3 separate regions of the Mus musculus genome follow, and all the other regions are linked to region 2. A link is a contact called in public Hi-C and HiChIP or PLAC-seq data. All regions are on one chromosome and are shown on one strand. The core of a region is the stretch at or near the end of the contact, and the rest is flanking DNA. Distances in the headings are between cores, read along the strand shown. Region 1 has its middle 4.5 kb from the start of Gm33624. Region 2 overlaps Gm33439 (a long non-coding RNA gene). Region 3 overlaps Gm33624 (a long non-coding RNA gene).

What was found. Hi-C and Micro-C count contacts between places; a contact is called where the count stands out from the background. HiChIP or PLAC-seq counts read pairs in DNA pulled down with a chosen protein or histone mark.
Region 1: a contact with region 2 is called in a Hi-C map of liver, with 2.2 times the contacts expected there. The contact joins two enhancer-like sites. A contact is called at or near these places in 2 of 484 Hi-C or Micro-C datasets (both in liver) and 3 of 115 datasets of contacts at active chromatin or transcription factors (memory CD8 T cells, pancreatic cancer cells and regulatory T cells).
Region 3: an HNF4G HiChIP or PLAC-seq map of pancreatic cancer cells shows a contact between it and region 2. The contact joins two enhancer-like sites. A contact is called at or near these places in 1 of 15 datasets of contacts at CTCF or cohesin (large pre-B cells), 1 of 484 Hi-C or Micro-C datasets (myocytes) and 1 of 115 datasets of contacts at active chromatin or transcription factors (pancreatic cancer cells).

What each region holds. Positions count from the first base shown.
Region 1 is chr10:119,009,740-119,013,794 of GRCm38.p6, reverse strand. No RefSeq gene overlaps it. Among named protein-coding and RNA genes, the nearest start is that of Gm33624, 4.5 kb to the right of the region's middle. Within about 2 kb of position 2,059, at least 64 of the 459 cell types and tissues checked have an H3K27ac peak or open chromatin away from gene starts, as enhancers often do. A contact at or near this core is called in liver, memory CD8 T cells and regulatory T cells, where this site is marked.
Region 2 is chr10:118,763,688-118,767,682 of GRCm38.p6, reverse strand. The region is part of intron 1 of Gm33439 (a long non-coding RNA gene); the gene reads right to left. Among named protein-coding and RNA genes, the nearest start is that of Gm33439, 19 kb to the right of the region's middle. Within about 2 kb of position 1,647, at least 122 of the 459 cell types and tissues checked have an H3K27ac peak or open chromatin away from gene starts, as enhancers often do. A contact at or near this core is called in liver, memory CD8 T cells, pancreatic cancer cells and 1 more, where this site is marked.
Region 3 is chr10:118,986,133-118,990,043 of GRCm38.p6, reverse strand. It overlaps Gm33624 (a long non-coding RNA gene), which reads left to right. Exons shown (of 4, transcript XR_872094.1): 4 at 2,743-3,911. Among named protein-coding and RNA genes, the nearest start is that of Gm33624, 19 kb to the left of the region's middle. Within about 2 kb of position 1,508, at least 26 of the 459 cell types and tissues checked have an H3K27ac peak or open chromatin away from gene starts, as enhancers often do. A contact at or near this core is called in pancreatic cancer cells, where this site is marked.

The sequences.
Region 1 (4,055 bases), core at 810-3,309, 250 kb before region 2:
CAGAGCAGGCACCAGACCTACTCCTTTCTGGGTACCTACTCCTTTCTGGGTACATCAGGCCGGGCCCTACAGCATCATCCTTCTTAGGAAAAGAGCTCTTTCTGCAACCACAGAGTTATTACGGCAGCTGCAGAGCCCGGCTGGAGGCCAGTGTCCATCCAGGTAACCCAGCAAGCATCCTGGATGTGACAAGGAGCAGGGCCTCTGGGGAAATGCCAGACTGGGACAACCAGAAGGTGTGCATGTACACATACACATGTGTGTGTGTCTGTCTGTATGTATGTGTCTGTGTACTTTTATTGTGTGTGTACCCATATGTATGTGTCTGTGTGTGTGCTTGTATGTGTATATATGTGTGTGCATGTGTGTGTGTATGTGTACCCATATGTGTATATATGTGTGTACTTCTGTGTGTGTACCCATACGTATGTGTCTCTGTGTGTACTTACATATGTATATATATGTGTGTGTGTGTGTGTGTACTCTTATGTGTGTATGTGTGTGTACTTGTATGTGTGTGCACCCATATGTATTTGTCTTTGTGTGTACTTATATGTGTATATGCATGTGTGTATGTGTGCGTATGCGTGTATGTATGTGAGTGCAGTCTGTGCCTATCTGTGCCTGTCTGTCTGAGCATCTCTGTGTGTCTGGATCTTGAAATTATTAGGAACCCCACCTTCTCTGTGAAGTACAAATCAGATGGTCCCTTCTACTATTCTAGAGCAAAGGCTTTCGATAACAAAAGGGAAAGACCGTTCCCTTGCTCTGCTGAACTCTTTCTGTCTTCAATTCCTCATTGTGGAAAATGGGGAAAGTTCTGGAAAAACAAGATAGACCTACTCCTGACCATTAAAGACTAAGTGACCTATGGCCAATCTCCTTCGATGGCTAAAGTGCATTCTACTGATTGCCCGCCTGCTCTGTGCCAGTCATGGACTAAGTATGGGGTGTTGGGGGGGCAATCTTTTAAGTCACTCGGCTATTAATGGCCTTGTCTATGCTGGAACTGCAGAGTTATAAAATATTCATGATATAAACTTTGCTTGCCAGATGAGGATCAAAGGCAGCGAGGAAAGGCAAAGGAAAAAGTCATAATTGGAGAGAAGAGTGTTAGTAAAGCTAAAAGGACAGTGCGAACTAACTTGGAGAGCTTTCCAGTGGACAGCCTACCCATGTGCAGTGTCCAAATGGAGGGAGTTCTAACAATAAGCCAGCAAGTCAAAGCCAGAAGCCTGGAAATGCAGGACTTGAAGCCCCAAGGACTGTCATAAGCAGCAAGCCAGGAATCAGGACCATTCACTCACACATAGGTTTTCTAACAATGTAAAGGACAAGTGAAGTCTCCTAATCATTTCCATATATCTCTATTCTGGATGAGATTTTCTTGATAGCACCAAATACCCACAGCACCAAGTATCTGATAGCACTAAGTACCCACAGCACCAAGAACCTGATAGCACCAAGTACCCACAGCATCAAGTACCGATAGCACCAAGTACCCCATAGGACCAAGTACCTGATAGCACTTGATAGCACCAAATACCCACAGCACCAAGTACCTGATAGCAGCAAATATTCACAATACCATGTACCCGATAGGGCCAAGTAACCATAGCACCAAGTACCTGATGGCACCAAGTACCTAATAGCACTTACTCTTTGCGTGTTTGCAGGGTGATCTCAAAACTCCTTTGCATTTCTACTCACGTCACATGGTTAATATGCAATGTCAGTCTATCTACTGACATTGACTTCGTCTCTTTTATACATACATACAGAGAGACAGACAAGAGGGAGACAGAGACACAAAGAGTCAGAGACAGAGACTAGACCAAGAAAGAGAGAGAGGGCACCTGCCTTTCCTTACAGTCTAGGTTCCCTGGAGGCTCTTCCTGGAGAGCTCCCCCTGGATCCTCTCTGGACACTCCCTGTTGCATTTTAACCCAGCCTGTGTTGCCTCCCTTCCTTCTGCCTGCAGAACTCTGCATATCCCCATCTGCCCTTGGCAAACCCCAGTTCATTACTCAACACTCAGTTCCAGAGTCTCCTCCTTTATGAAGACTCTGGATCCTGACTTGTGTTTACAACCCGCTTGCTTACGCTTGTCTCCGTACGTGCTCCCAGGGCTGTGTCCAGCTTGCTCTCCCACGCCTTCTCTCTCAGTGTTTCCCCAGTGGGGTGCATGGTTTTCACTCAGCAATAAAAAGGGACTACTCTTTAGGGTTGGGGTACCAGACAGGTGCAAAGCCAACAGTCCCTTCCAATCCTTCCCGCTGGGAATTAGGGAGAACTGGGAACAGAAGAGGGAACAGAGGCACAGGAGCGTTGGAAATATGAATGGAACAGACGTCCCAGTACCTGAGCTTTTTAGAGATTCCAGTCTGTCCTCCTGCTCTTCTAGAGGGTTAAGAGGAGGGAACATGCTTCAGAAAGGGACATGCTTTGTGTTGGTTTTGTTGTACTTTTCCTGATTTTGATAGGTATTTATAAGCGGGAGCACCGGGGCCGTTCAGTTTTCATTACCTAACTTGGCATTTTCTCTTGTACACACAGCAACTCCGAATCCTCCCCATAGCCTGTAACCACATCCCCCACTGGGCCTAACGCTAAATCAACACTGTCAGTTAAAAACAAACACTGACAGGTGCGGAGCGCATTGAGCTAGGGAGGACGTTTATCCCGAGCTGGGTTTAGCAAACTGAGGGGGAGAAAAACCAATCCTGATTTGGCCAGCCCTTTGGGTTTCCACACACAGGGGGACAGGAGAGGCCACCAAAGGCTTGGAAGACTGCCAGGGTCCCTCCCACACCAGACTCACCTGGGAGAGGGCAGGAGAAACACTTAGGCTTTTGCAAGGACACTCAGGGTTTCTGTCCAGGTCACTCAGGGCTTCTTAGCAGAGGCCCGCCCAGAAGAGTGTTTTTGAGAGGCCGGAACTCCTAGGTGTCCTTAGCTGTAACTCCTGGTGGGGACCAGAGACTGATCAAGGTCAGGAGATTTTTCAGAGAGCTGTCAATGGGAAAACAGCCTTGTGTCCCAACAGTGGCTCCAGTTCTTGTGTACTTCTATGTGTGTACTTGTATGTGTGTGCACCCATATGTATTTGTCTTTGTGTGACACTTCTTGTGTCTTTAGTGGGAAGCCGTGTCCGGGTAGTTGTTGCCTGAACCAGGTGACTGATCTTGAATTATAGGATTGATCACTGCTTGGTTTTGTTGTTGTTGTTTGGTTGGATTTTGGTGCTGGTGATATAACCAGGGATTCTCCCAGAGTATGCAAATACATTGCCAAGAAGCGATACCCCCTCATCCCACTACAAGGACTGATAAGTGGACCCAGATTGCATGAGGCATGTGCTGTATGCCAGTCTGCCTTGCATATTTCACAGGTATTTCTGTCTTTATGCCTCACATTGATCTGGAGAGTGGCTGCCTTTACTTCATCCCCACTGCTTTGCAGAGTTGCGATGGAGGAACACAGGGATACGTTGACTCATACAAGTGATGCAGCTAGCAGGTCTGTAATGGAGCCAGTTACATACTGCCAGCTACTTGACCTCAGAAGATGGGTCATTGGGCCATTAGCATATTGCCCTGGATCTGAGAATGCTCTACTGTGTAATAGAATCATCTGGGGTGTGGGTGGCATTTAAAATGGTCAGTGCCAGAGTTTACCTCCCCAAAGATATTGATTTTTGTGTTTGGGGTATTAAATTATATTTATGTCATATGGTGTATGAGTGAGTGTGTGTATAGTTTAGGGTGTGTGTATGTGTGACCTATATTGTGTAGGAGAGTGTGTGTGTTGTGGAGAGTGTGTGTGTGTTGTATGTGAGGGTGCATATGTGGTATGTGCTATTGTGTGTGTGTGTCTTGGAAGAGCGTGTATATGTGTGTGTTGTATGTGAGGGCATATGTGTGGTATATGTGTGCATTGTGTGTGAGTGTATGCATGTGTGTATTGTGTATGAGTGTTTGTGTGTGTGCAAGAGCGTGTATGTGAAATGGTTGTGTATCAGATAACGGTAGTCACTTACAGAGTGCTTCTGGTAC
Region 2 (3,995 bases), core at 398-2,897:
GCCATGAATAGCAGAATCTTCAAGAGCTGGGAAAGATGCTCTGAAAATATTCCGCCAAAGAATTTTTCACTCATTTCCCCCGAACATAGAAATAATTCTTCTTCCTCTTCCTCTTTCTTCCTCTTATTCCTCTTCCTCCTCTTCTTCCTCCTCCTCCTCTTCTTCTTCTTCTTCTCTTCTTCTTCTTCTTCTTCTTCTTCTTCTCCCTGCCCCTTCCTCTCCCCCTCTCCCCCTCCCTCTCACTCTCTCTCTGTGCATGTGTGCATGTGTGTGTATGTGTGTGTGTGTGTGTGTGTGTGTGTGTGTGTGTGTGCATGTGTGTGTGGGGTACACTTTGAAAAATGCAGCTCATGTCCATTAGAAAAATAATTATCAGAGAATATTCTTCATATAGGAGACAGGTTCTGGATAGCAAGCTTCATTCATCCCCTGCAAGAAGAAGCTGAGGCAAAGAAATGACGTGTGTCAAGGATCTCTTCCTTTGCAATGAACTCTGGGTGGGATACTTCAGTAGCATGAACAAGAATTAGAACTGTAAAAATACGTGTTTACATTCCGCATCTTATCTGATTCATGTGCGCCTCTTAACACCATGAGGCTGACACTATTCTCGGATTTTTCTAGGTGCTAAACACTAGTTCCAAAGTTCACCTGCAATAACGGCCAGCTAGTTAGCAGCAGACCTTGAACTCCTGCTCATATGTGAAGCAAAGGTGAGACCAATCTCCTTCATATTAACAAGTACATAACCATCAGCCAACCTCCCTTACACACAGCAGCGAGAATGGCTTTTTTCCTAACACAAAAAGGGTTAGAAATGAAAGCTAAGACCATTGGGGTGGGGGATGGGGGGAGAGAAGCAGACAAGGGCCTGAATGTGGCCACATGATTGTTTATATCCCTATCCAAGGGAAAAGCATGGGAGGGTCACATCGAGAATAGCTCAGTGTCCAATATCAGCACCAGTATGAGCTCTGCTAGAGGTAGAGATTGGGAAATGTCCTCACATATCCCAATCATTTATTTTCTGTTGTAAATGCAAAATTCTCAGTAAGAGTTTACAGCAGAATGGCAACCTATTTAAGGAAAAGAGAGATTCTGTAACTTCTTAGGACATGGATAAGAGAGAGCAGATTCTTTTACATAAAGCATGTTGTGGGAGTCATGTTGCCATCACAGAGATCTTGTTCCCTGTAGCGGTAGATTCCCTCCTCCTGTTTATTTATTTGACCACATTCTGTTTTTCTAGCTGTTTGAGTTGAACTTCTGTGCTACCGGCTGATAACAGATCCAGGCCTGAGCAGGGCAGGCAGGGCTGTCAGTCGCCTCACATAACCTTAGCTGATAGACTTTGAGAGTCATGTTTTGAGTTCTTATCCTGAGTTCAATATGCCTGGGATTAGTCTCTGAATCACACAGCCTTTTACGACTGCTGTGGCAGCCTAGGCACACAAGGGGCTTCCCCTAGGCAGGCCACAAGTTCCTTGTTGTGACAGGCACTCTGTTTTGAAAGGCATTCGCTTCTGAGTGCAGACTGTTTACTATCTGTTATCCTTAAAAGGCCCTTGCCTAGATTCTGCTTAAGACTGGACCGTGATCTGTGCACCTGACACGACTGGCTGAAGTTTGCCCTGTGTGTACAGGAAAACACACACCCTCCCTGGTACAAATTCCAACCTTATCAAGTACTATCAGCGTCACCTCATGTGAGTTACTCAAGCGTCCTGGCCTTTGTCCCCCTCACCCATAGAGAGGGTACACTCTAAGGCCCCCTTCACAGGAGGGAGGTTATTTATTAGGAGTGGTCCATTCCCCCTCCCCGGTCTGAGGAGGACTTAGGGGCTATGCCGATATTGATTAGTGTGTTTTTCACAACTTGCAGCTAGTTGAACAGTGAGGACATTTATGGCCTCATAGGAGATGAAGTCTAGAGTCAGGAGCTCTGTGGCTCCTACAATCTAATGAGGGCCTCAACGGTTCAGCTTCCGTTTTCTGTCTCTGCATAGCTGTGTACCCAGAGGAGTTCGTCAGCAGTAACTCCTCTCCTTGGTGATGAAGCCACGGATACCAAGGTGCTGTTCATCTCCCTCTGGATTCTGGGAGAGTCTTCTCTCTGGTTTCTGGAACCCCAGTTCTTTCTGTTGCTTTGTTCAGACGAACTAAAATTAGGCCATTCTCTTGACTGGTAATTTTAACTGAAGGTGCTGGCTGTTTTGATGTTTCTGAACCACCATAGTGAACAAAATACCACGATTGCCCCGGCCTCATCAGGGCTCTTTCGAATATTACTGAAGGTATCTATCTAGTAAGGAGAGAGTGTCGTGAATGTTAAGAATAAGACTGCATCACATGGGCGCTGGGGAGATTGTTTTGTGATGTGTTTGCATTGCATACACACTATGGGATGAGTTTGGATCCCCAGCAATATATAAACGCCATGCCTACCAGTGTACAGTGGAATCCCAGATATGCAGATCTGCCTAGCAGCATCAGTATGCAAGCCAATGCCAGTGTGGGTGGGGACCAGCAAGAATCCCTGCCAGCAAATCAGTGTTTCTGAACCTTCTTAACGCTGCGATCCTTTAATACAGTTCCTTATGTTGAGGTGACCCCCGGCCATAAAACCATTTTCGTTGCTACTTCCTAATGGTAGTTTTGCTGCTGTTATGACTTGTAATGTAAATATCTGATGTGCAGGATATGTGGTATTTGACCCCTGTGCAAGGGTTGTTCAAAGCCCAAAGGAAAGTTGAAGCCCTTAAGTTGAGGACCATTGGTCAAGATGAAGAGCTAAAGGCAATAAAAACTGTTAAGAGAGAGAGAACTAGCATTCACCACAAATAAACTCCCTAAATAGTTATCCAAACTCAAATGTTCAGCCTTAAAATGCGCGCGCGCGCGCGCGCACACACACACACACACGCACACACACACACACACACACACACACACATTATATCTATATCTAATCTATATATCTCTTTTTTATCTATATCTATCTTTTTGTCTATCTTATCTATCCATCAATCAACTATCTATCATCTACCTATCTGTCCTATCTATCTATCTATCTATCTATCTATCTATCTATCTATCTATCTATAATCTATCTATAATTTAACTATCTATCTCATATATATCTTTATAACCAACACTAAATGGACCTAGCAGGTTGCATCTATACACTTATTTTCATATGCACATGTGCCTAACAATAATAATTTAAAAATAAGAGGCCATGAATTTGAAAAAGGAGTGGGGGTCATGGAAGGGGTTGGAAGGGGGACAGGTATAGGGATAAATAATGTGATACTATTTTAATTAAATAAAACAAGAAAAAAAAACAGTTACCTGTTGCGTGTAGTTTTAGCTCCTGGGGGAGGTGCACTACCAGCCACCCGCCCAGGGTCTCTTTGGATCCACCGATGAAAGACACACACACACACACACACACACACACACACACACACACACACTGCTTTATCTTTAACATGTCTTACTGGCTCAGTGGCTAGGCACTTCTAAGCCTTCCTCGGCTAGCATGCCCATGCCCTTCCCTATGGTACTCCTGGCTAAACCCCTTCCAAATGTACCTTTAACTTTGCTTCCTGGTTACTGTCTGTGATGCCCAAGACGCTTCTGGACTGCCGTTCCGTGGGCCTCTTTCCCTTTCCGCCTACATTTTATATGATCTCCCCTGCAATTCTGAGTCTGTTCTCTCTCTCTCCCTCAAGAATCTCAATTTCCTCTCTCTCCCTTTGTCTTAGCCTGAGCAACTCTAAGGGTCCCGCCCTGTCTCCCTTTTCCCAGCCATTGGCCACTGGCATCTTGATTGACAGATCAAAAACTAACTGGGGACAAGGACCTTCAGCGTTGGTAGTCGATTCCCGATTCAATTAAAGCATCAAAACCACTCCCCTGTGATTACTGTAGTAGAGACAAAGGAAACATTGTGGAAAGCCATTGATTAAGACACCCGACATTGACCTCTAGCC
Region 3 (3,911 bases), core at 259-2,758, 220 kb before region 2:
GTTTGTCATTCCTGATGGGGTTTCGCTGACCACCACCGGCCAAGTGGCCACACCCCAGGCTAACAGATGTTTAATCCCTGCCGGACCGCTTCCACAGGGAGGGGTTCTGAAATACTTAGCGAGGGTGTGGTAACATAATCGACCACACCCAAGAGTATAAAATATTTAGCATACGATAAAGATACCTTTCAGATTATTCAAGGGATGGGCAAGACAACAAATGGTCCTGGGAAAGCTGGGGAAGATAATATTATAGATTACCTCAAGTCATATAGAAATGGCTTACAACGGATTAGTGATAAATAATTGGAAATAATATAGACAATGATTCATTTTGTAACATTGCTTATGAAGGGTTCTCTTGTTTTCCACAGCATGATTTATTTGTTAACTTTTTTTTTTTTTTTTTTTTTTTATGTGTGGTAGGGAGGGAAAACTGCTGGGGCCAGAACATGGGGGAAACGTGAAGGCTCACCTATGCCAGGCAAATTCTTTGCCACTGAGCCATGCCTCCTTCCCCTGTAAGTCTCCATCAAAAGGCATAAAACAAAAGGTGGAGACGATAAGGGTCCAGTCTAGTACAGCTGATATAGAAAAGGCAGAGTCTTCAGTAAGACCATAAACGAAGCCAATCAAGAGGCAGGAACAAAGGGTGGGCAGGGTTGGAGCTGCTTCTATGCTCATGCTAGTTATGTTCCCCCCAAAACCTGTTTTCAGTGTCTCCCATGAACGGAAGACACTGAGGGACTGCCCACAGTAGGTTCTCATTAGTAAATAAAGATGGCGATAGCCAATGGTCAGGCAGAGAGGCAGAGGTGGGACTTCTAGGATTCTCTGGGCAAGGGACCAAGGGAGGAGGGAGGAGGGAGGAGGAAGGAGGGAGATCCGAGGTGTCGAAAGAAGGAGAACCAAGATCCCACACCAGAGAGGAGCGGGTCAGAGAACATGGCCGCCCTGTAGGACCCAGGGGAACACAGTTCAAGAGGGCTACATGACTGGGCCCAGGGCAGCAAAGATGGAATATAGATTTTAGTAAGTAATAAAATGGGGATATCAGAGAGGGGTGGATTAGCCATGTGGAGGTTAGGAAATGGCTCAGCCATTTAGTTGTTTTAGGCATATCAGAATATAAAGTGTGCATATTTAATTTGGGAACCCAGAACACTGGGGCAGGTATGAAGGAGCGTTGCTGCCACTGCTGCCACTAAGATCAGACTGAATAGCATTCATTGGGTACAGCTATACAGGGTAGCTGGGCCTGTATGTCCTCATCCGTGCAGTAGCCCAGTGTGGACTGATATGTTTCAAGGGACAGTGCATCCGTAGTGAGCACACACAGGCTTTTTTTCATCATAATTTTCCCATAATAATGTAAAGCAGTGACCATGACCGGAACCCACAAGTCTACATGATGATGAGCTATTTGCAAGCACTGCACCATTTGCATAGAGGATTGAGCATCTAGAGAGCCTGGTAGTCTCTCAAGGTCTCGGGACCATGCACCAGAGGATGCTGAGTCATCACTGTATTTCCAGTTTAAACAGAAGAGTCCTTACTAGTATGACAAAGCGTTCTTACTCAACAGAAAGGCAAACATGTGCTCTGTCTTGGTGCCAAGGAGGGCCATTTTACCAGAAGGAGCCTTTCTTCCCAGCCATCCCTGAACCTGTCTGCTGTTTCCAAAGTGGCAACAAAGTAGCAGCTCGTACCAGGGTGCAGAGAACAGCAGGGGACTCCCGAGGCTCCTTCCATCTTTCTCGGCAATGATCTTCCGAGCTATCTTTGGAAAGCCTTGTTTGACAGCAGCCTTGTGACTCAGGTGCAACTCAAAACGAAGCAAACTGGTTTGGTTTTCTTCTCTCATCTGACTCACTCACCTGAAAGACTCACTGGTCTTTCTCCTGGCTAGGAGAGTGGGGTGGGTGCAGGACCTCAGGGATCAGGGCCCTGAAGTCCCCAGCTCCTCACCCTTCCCACTCTGCTCCCCTGAACATCCATGGTTGACAGAGGGCTCTGGGCAGCTCTCAGCTGACCACTACTCAATGAAACACTTTTTTAGAGCAGTCAGTCAGGCCAGGAGCTTTGGGGAAACAAACACACCCTTGCATTCTCCGTCATTAGCCCATTTCTTCCCAGGCAGAATAGAGGTCTGGTGTCCCTCCATGCTAAGACAGCTTCTTCAGCAGATGGTTTGTGCTTCTCAGCCTTGAAGGAGGGTGGAGCTTCTTACAGAAACATGGTAGAGATGCTTGCTTCTTGGTGTTTCTGAATTCCATAGATGCACCACACGTTCCTTCTCTGAGACCTGTGGAGTCACCCCCTCCCCCTTCTTAACTCCATTTCTCCCTGTTCGCCTTACACAGACAGCATTGTTCTAGATTCTTAGTTCCATGAAACACACACTTCTCTGACGTGCTTGGCTATTTGCTGGTCCAATTTCCCATCTGGTGATGGTATTGCTAATCTTCTCTCAGGAACTTTAGTCAGTCTGCTTATTGGGATTCCCCACTAAGCTGTGTGATTTTAAAGTCAGGGAGTGGCTTTGCCCCCACTGTCTTCTAGCCCCTAGTCCAGTTTAAGCATAGTAAACGATTGCTGACCGTATTTGCTACCAGGTGTTTCCTTGGCACCGGGTTAAAAAGTACCTGAGCTGTAAAGCTGGGTGTGTGGTGGGTGGACCAGTGATGTCTGATGGTTGAGGCCTGGGCACCTTCTTCAATCTGGTTTTTCTTGTAACCACAGATAAAGCACACACTGGGAAAGCTCACTCCACGGCGATGAGTCCTGATAGAAAGATTATGGCATGGAAGGACAGCTGGGCAGAACAAACGAAAAACAAACAAAACCAAAGCCTACATCTCAGGCGCTGGTGTGCGTTTTCTGTTAAGAAGCAGGGAACTTCAGATCCCACTGACAAAGGCCAAGTCGCTCACAGAACATTATATGTGTTCCAAAAGACATCTCGCCAAGGACAGTAAATAAATTGGTTGTACTTCCTTTAAGGCCAAAACGATGTCTAACATTGGTTTTCTGGCTCTTCAGTCTCATTCCTCAGTCTAAACACTGTCCCTCATAAACCCACCTTGCAACTTTGTCTTCAGAAGGGAATGCTTTAGCTTTTAACCTTGTTATAAGCTGCATTCTTTGAACAATGTTAAGAAAGGGGTTTTCTTAGCAACCTCTAACGATTCTCTTGAGAGCAGCAACCAAGAACATATATAAAGAATCCTAATAGTGACACTTCCTTCAGAAGCCTGTATCTACATTTGGGTGTATCTCTTTCTGTCCCTGAGTACTCTTCTTTGTGCTTAAGTTACATTTGAATGATCTTTTTAGAGATTCAGCATCTATTTGTGTGTCTCTGTAAATGAGAGTGTGTGTATACCCGTATGTTCCACGGCATAAGTGGAAGGCAGAGGTCAACTTGCAGGACTTGATTTTCTTCATTCGCTGCGCGAGTCTTGGGAAGTGATCTCAGTTCACCAGGTTTGGCTGGAAGCACCTTTACCCACGAAGCCATCTTTTATTTTTTAAACACATCTCCAACTCCAGTTCGTGACATTATTTTCTTTGTTGAAGCTATGAATCTCAGGTTTGCCAGACTGGAAATCTCTAAGAAGAATGGGAAGTCATCAGCTTCCTGTAGGAGATGGGGTGGGAGCCATCTGTACCACCAATAGTAATGAGAACCGCAGTCTAAGAACTACCCCCTGGTGGCTCTTAGGTAGGACCCCATGCTTATTGGGCAAGGATTCACTGTCTCTGGAGTCACTGAATGCCTTATCTAGAAGGAGATAGCCTCAAAGGGAAAGTCATCACACTCTGTAATGGAGCCTCTCTGTACCTCAGTTTCCCCCTCTGTGTAGTGGGAATAATAACCCTATATTATAGAGTTGTTATAATGTTTCAGT